2 separate regions of the Sus scrofa genome follow, and region 1 is linked to region 2. A link is a contact called in public HiChIP or PLAC-seq data. All regions are on one chromosome and are shown on one strand. The core of a region is the stretch at or near the end of the contact, and the rest is flanking DNA. Distances in the headings are between cores, read along the strand shown. Region 1 holds the start of LOC100515302 (histone H2B type 3-B). Region 2 holds the start of C2H1orf35 (chromosome 2 open reading frame, human C1orf35).

Region 1 (2,700 bases), core at 59-2,558, 450 kb before region 2:
AGTAAGATACATATTTATTAAATATCCCTGAATTATCTCACCGGCTTGTATTTATTGTTGTAATAAAAAATAACGACAGCAAGAATAACTAACATTCACTGAACTCTTATATTGTGCTAGAGATTTTTGAACAAGGGGATTATTATGGATTAATTCATCTAATCCCTTCATCCACGAAGTAAGTGCTAATTTTCATCTCTCAGTTGACTTTGCAGGAGCATCTCTAAAATAATCAAACCCTCTTTATAACAGAAGGTACAATTCATGAAAAATCATCTTCTGAAATATCCACATGTATATTACTTAATCTAGTCCTCTAACAATGTTCATTTTAAATATACTAAACCCATCAATGTAGTTTTCCTTATCAAACTCAATGTGCAAATTATTTTATTCTGATTTTAGCTGTCGATTTAAGGTGATCTCTGATTAATGTCTGGCAAATCCAAATTTAACAGTTTAAATTCCTTTAAATAACTGTTCTTTTTTTTTCCCTTTTTTGGCCACGCCCACAGCATATGGAAGTTCCTGGGTCAGGAATCGAACCAGCGCCACAGCGACCCAAGTCACTGCAGTGACAAAGCTGGACCCTTAACCCTGTGCACAAGGGAACTCCAATAATTACTCTATTTTTCTAATTTACACCTCTTTTCAAAATAATTTAATACTTCTCAAATACTGTACATGCTTCTAGCAAGACAAACCTTTTCTAAGACCTTAGAATTTTCAGTGCAGTAAATTAGACAATTGTAGTAGACAGCATGTTCTTTAAAATACTAGTTCATACATTATACACTTAGAGATCATGTCTGCCTATCAGAACCTGAGACTACGATTTTTCTCTTAAGTTTAAATATTTTCAATACCAGATCACTCTACACGTTTTTCCTGGTATAAGAAAAGTCTGTATTGGGCATCTAAATGTCACACAGTGACACTTTACGGAGCTAAAGCTGCTTGTCACTGGTAATAACATACACATCTTCAGGATGAATAGGACTGAAACCTCATGAGGGCTTGGGAGAAAGATTCAAGGAAACGAGTTGCATTTTCGGCGACATTCCTCGCAGTAAATGAACTCTCAGCCCTCTGTGCCACTAGGCGCACCCCAATCGTACCTCAGGTTCGATTTCCCGCGAGCCCTGCCTTGAGCAGGTGAGCTGTGGAACGCCATCACTAGTAAGCAGCCCTCAGCCAGTGCTGCTCTTTTCTTGAGACTGTGGGTGGCTCTGAAAAGAGCCTTTGGTGTCACGGGGCCCCCAGGGGGCGCACGGCCGTTTCCGACCCGCCTCCGCGGCCTCACTTGCCCTTGGCCTTGTGGTGGCTTTCGGTCTTCTTCGGCAGAAGCACGGCCTGGATGTTGGGCAGGACGCCGCCCTGAGCGATGGTCACGCGGCCCAGAAGCTTGTTAAGCTCCTCGTCGTTTCGGATGGCCAACTGCAGGTGGCGCGGTATAATGCGAGTCTTCTTGTTGTCGCGCGCCGCGTTGCCTGCCAACTCCAGGATCTCAGCCGTCAGGTACTCCAGCACCGCAGCTAAATACACAGGCGCGCCCGCACCCACGCGCTCAGAATAGTTACCCTTGCGAAGAAGCCGATGCACTCGACCCACAGGAAACTGCAGGCCTGCGCGCGAGGAGCGCGACTTCGCTTTTGCGCGCGCCTTACCTCCCTGCTTGCCTCGGCCAGACATCTCTCAGTCAGGCGCGGGGAGAGAAGAAAGTCGAGAAATAACACCCCAAGTAACGATGAAGCAAGCGTCAGTGAGCCCTTATATATGGTCTAGAGGTAGGTGAGTCGGAGCCTTCCCATTGGGTGGTGATAGAAGCCAATCAGAAAAGGAACCCGCTATCCCCTAATTTGCATGTGCCTTTTGCTGTGATGACGTATGGGGCGCTGGATCCTATCAGAAACTAGGAGCTCTTGATCCTTCATTTGAATACAGGATGTATAAGTTGAGTGGTTTAGGAGGTTTGGAGTTTTTTGTGTGTGTGTGTGTGTGTGTGTGTGTGCGCGAAGATCTGCCAACATGCCTGATCCCTCCAAATCGGCTCCGGCACCCAAGAAGGGTTCTAAGAAGGCTGTTACCAAAGCGCAGAAAAAAGATGGCAAAAAGCGCAAGCGCAGCCGGAAAGAAAGCTATTCCATCTACGTGTACAAAGTGTTGAAGCAAGTACATCCCGACACGGGCATCTCTTCTAAGGCCATGGGCATAATGAATTCCTTCGTCAACGACATCTTTGAGCGCATCGCCAGCGAGGCTTCCCGCTTGGCGCACTACAACAAGCGCTCTACCATCACGTCTCGGGAGGTGCAGACAGCTGTGCGTCTGCTGTTGCCTGGCGAGCTGGCCAAACACGCCGTGTCTGAAGGTACCAAAGCCGTCACCAAGTACACGAGCTCCAAGTGAGGCGCGCCGAGGCGCCCGGGAACCCAAAGGCTCTTTTCAGAGCCACCCACAAGATCGAGAAAGGGTTTTGAACACGTGAAGTGTTATGTAAACGCATCCTTTTCTGCTCCATAGCGGTTCTTGTGTTCCTTAAGAGCACTAGACCCGTTTATCTCTTTCCCCCACAAACGTGTGAGCCCGTGTGAGCAGAATGCGAGAATGCCCCTGCTTCTTACAGTGGTCGGATATGGGAACGAAACAGCTGGATTGTGGGGGAGGTGATCAAAGAACCGATGTTGACTCTCGCCTCCG
Region 2 (2,700 bases), core at 13-2,512:
AGGCTCTTTCTTATATACCTGAAGTTCAGTCATAGTATATGGTGGGGAAGGTGTTCTGGGCCTGACCCAGTAGGTAGGAGCCAACAGCCTGTGGGAGATGAACCTCCCCCACTCCTGACCCCTTCTGGTCCACTCACCATTCTGTGCGGCTGCACAGGGACATCCTCCCACCCCAATCCATCCCAGCAATGTGTGGCTATGCACTTCCAGGCCCTGCTGACCTCCTCATCTTTGCTCAAGAACGCCCTTAAGCAGTGAGGCAGGTGAGGGAGAGCAAGGTGAAAGACCTCACCCCCCCCCCCCATTATCAGATGAACTCACTGAGCAACCTGCAGGAGGGCCATGTCTTGTGAGAGGACCAGTACTGAAGGGATACAGATAACATGTGTGGCACCGTGTAAATTCCTCAGTACATTCATCTTATGGTTTCAGTTCAGTAGGAGTTGGCCAATGGAGTGGCACTCCTCTCTGCTCATTAGGACCTCTTATGACTGAATCTATTCTGGTCTGCAGTGATGACAAACCGAACACCCTTGCCCAACAACTAGCTTACTATAGATACTGAGCAGCAAAGACCAAAACTGTTGAATGAGGATCGTCTGCCAGTGAACACCTTGAGGGTGACTGAGGCATTTTCTGTGCTCTTTGAGGTATGAGTGCAATGAGGTGTGCTTCCATACTTTTTTGGGAGCCACACAGCTGGTATCCCCAAGGGTGGAGAACAGGCCAGTGCAGGTGCAACCTGACCTTGGTGGCTCCCGGTTTATAAGGTAGGGAAGCTATAGTAGGGAAACAGTTTCAGACATAGTCTCCCCCAGTGCCTACCCCTCTCCCCAGCACAGGGCCAGAAACAGCACACACTAGCAACGATGACTCGGGGGTGTCACCCACACAACGTGACTCGAATTTATTTTTTAGGGCCGGACCCACAGCATACGGAAGTTCCCAGGCTAGGCGTCTAGCAGGAGCTGCAGCTGCCGGGTCTATGCCACAGCCACAGCCTCACCCACACCAGATCCGAGCCGGTTCTGCGAGCAGCTCATGGCCACACCGGATCCTTAACCCACAGATCCGGTCCAAGGATCAAACCCATGGCCTCATGGATACTAGTCCCTTTCATTACCTGTGACCCACGACAGTGGCTTCCAATAATGCGGCGGTATCTGCCGCAGCCTCCGACTTTGGCCAGGGCCACAGCAGTGCGCAGGCGTTAGAGGCAGGCGGGGGCGGTGCAAGCGCGCATGACGTCACTGCGTGCGACGCGGGGTGGAAACGGGGGCCGGTGGGGCCTGGGTAGCGGGAAGCCGGCACCATGTTCGGCTCCAGCCGGGGTGGAGTGCGCGGTGGGCAGGATCAGTTTAGCTGGGAGGATGTGAAGACTGACAAACAGAGGGAGAACTACCTGGGTGAGCGGGGTGCCGGGACCCAGGGTGGCGGCGGGGGTGTCTCTCGGGCTGGAGGTACGCCAACCTGCAGCGCCGTACCGAGGACTCGGCGCTCGGTATCCCGCAGGCAACTCGCTGATGGCCCCGGTGGGCCGCTGGCAGAAGGGCCGTGACCTCACCTGGTACGCCAAGGGCCGGGCGCACGGCGCGGGGTTGAGCCGGGAACAGGAGCTGGAGGCCGTGAGGCAGGCGGAGCAGGAAGCGCTTATGGCAGCGTTGTGAGTGAGCCTCGGGAGCTTGGGGGCGGGGGGGAATTACCTCCTGGTTGGGGGTAGGGCGGAGACCGGGGCTGGGCGGGGGCGGGGGCGCGGGCCGAGGAGAGGCCCGCCACTCTCTGAAGCTCACGCGCGGCCCCCGCAGAGGCTACAAGAACGTAAGGAAGCAGCCCACGGGCCTGAGCAAGGAGGTGAGAGGTGGGCCCTCTTGGAGGACGGGGGCGGGATGGGGCGGGGGGGCAGACCCCACGCTGTGGTGAGCGCTTGCACTCCCCCCCACCCACAGGACTTTGTCGAAGTCTGTAAGCGGGAAGGAAGTGACCCCGAGAAGGGAGTGGACCGGCTCCTGGGCCTGGGCAGCTCCAGGTGCGGGGCTGGGGAGGTGGTCCTCGGGGACCCCAGAAATCGCGAGGGTGCAATTCCCCGGGGTTCGGCGCTGTCAGCCGCCCAGGTGGAAGCCGTTATGGGTCGTCTGAACTCATCACTTCTCTAGGGAGGCCTACGGGTGGGGATGGGGTGGTCCTCGCTGTCGGGAGAGGGTGTCTCACTGTGGGGGGGGGTCCCCACCCGCGTCCCCGCAGTGGCTCTGCAGGGCGAGTGGCGCTGTCACGGGAAGACAAAGAGGCCGCTAAACTGGGGCTTTCGGTGTTCACGGTAATTCCTCCCGACATCCTGGTTATCCCATGTTGGGGTGGGGGTGGGGATGAGTGTCCCTTCCTGTTGAAAGCCGTGGGGCAAATCGTCTCCCCTCGAAGGGACCCTACTGGCTTTCTGGATGGTTCTCAGGCCCGCACACCCCCAGAGTGGCTTTTCTTGGCAGCACCACCGCGTGGAGAGCAGTCGGCCAGGGGTCTCCCTGGCTTCGGCCAAGAGGAAGCCTCGGTCAGAGGAGAAGGTGGAGCCAGGGTAAGGGCTGGATAAGTGGACCCTACCCGTGCTACTAGGACACAGAACTCGGTTCGCTCTGCATGTTGTTTGCTCCACCAGACAGTAAAATTCCTAGCTCCAGCCTTTTTTTGGGGGGGAGCCGCTGGAGGTTG

What was found. HiChIP or PLAC-seq counts read pairs in DNA pulled down with a chosen protein or histone mark.
Region 1: a contact with region 2 is called in an H3K27ac HiChIP or PLAC-seq map of skeletal muscle, with 3 times the contacts expected there. The contact joins the promoter of LOC100515302 here to the promoter of C2H1orf35 in region 2. A contact is called at or near these places in 3 of 5 promoter capture datasets (fetal liver, fetal skeletal muscle and liver), 3 of 47 Hi-C or Micro-C datasets (epiblast stem cells, fetal skeletal muscle and retroperitoneal adipose tissue) and 2 of 2 datasets of contacts at active chromatin or transcription factors (alveolar macrophages and skeletal muscle).

What each region holds. Positions count from the first base shown.
Region 1 is chr2:51,692,845-51,695,544 of Sscrofa11.1, reverse strand. It overlaps LOC100515302 (histone H2B type 3-B), which reads left to right and starts at 1,308. Exons shown (of 1, transcript XM_021083383.1): 1 at 1,308-2,700. The coding sequence starts at 2,029. The coding sequence ends at 2,409. LOC100621538 (histone H2A type 3) reads right to left here. Exons shown (of 2, transcript XR_002341581.1): 1 at 1,119-2,700.
Region 2 is chr2:51,239,887-51,242,586 of Sscrofa11.1, reverse strand. It overlaps C2H1orf35 (chromosome 2 open reading frame, human C1orf35), which reads left to right and starts at 1,262. Exons shown (of 8, transcript NM_001244890.1): 1 at 1,262-1,406; 2 at 1,513-1,663; 3 at 1,806-1,851; 4 at 1,947-2,026; 5 at 2,242-2,314; 6 at 2,481-2,566. The coding sequence starts at 1,313.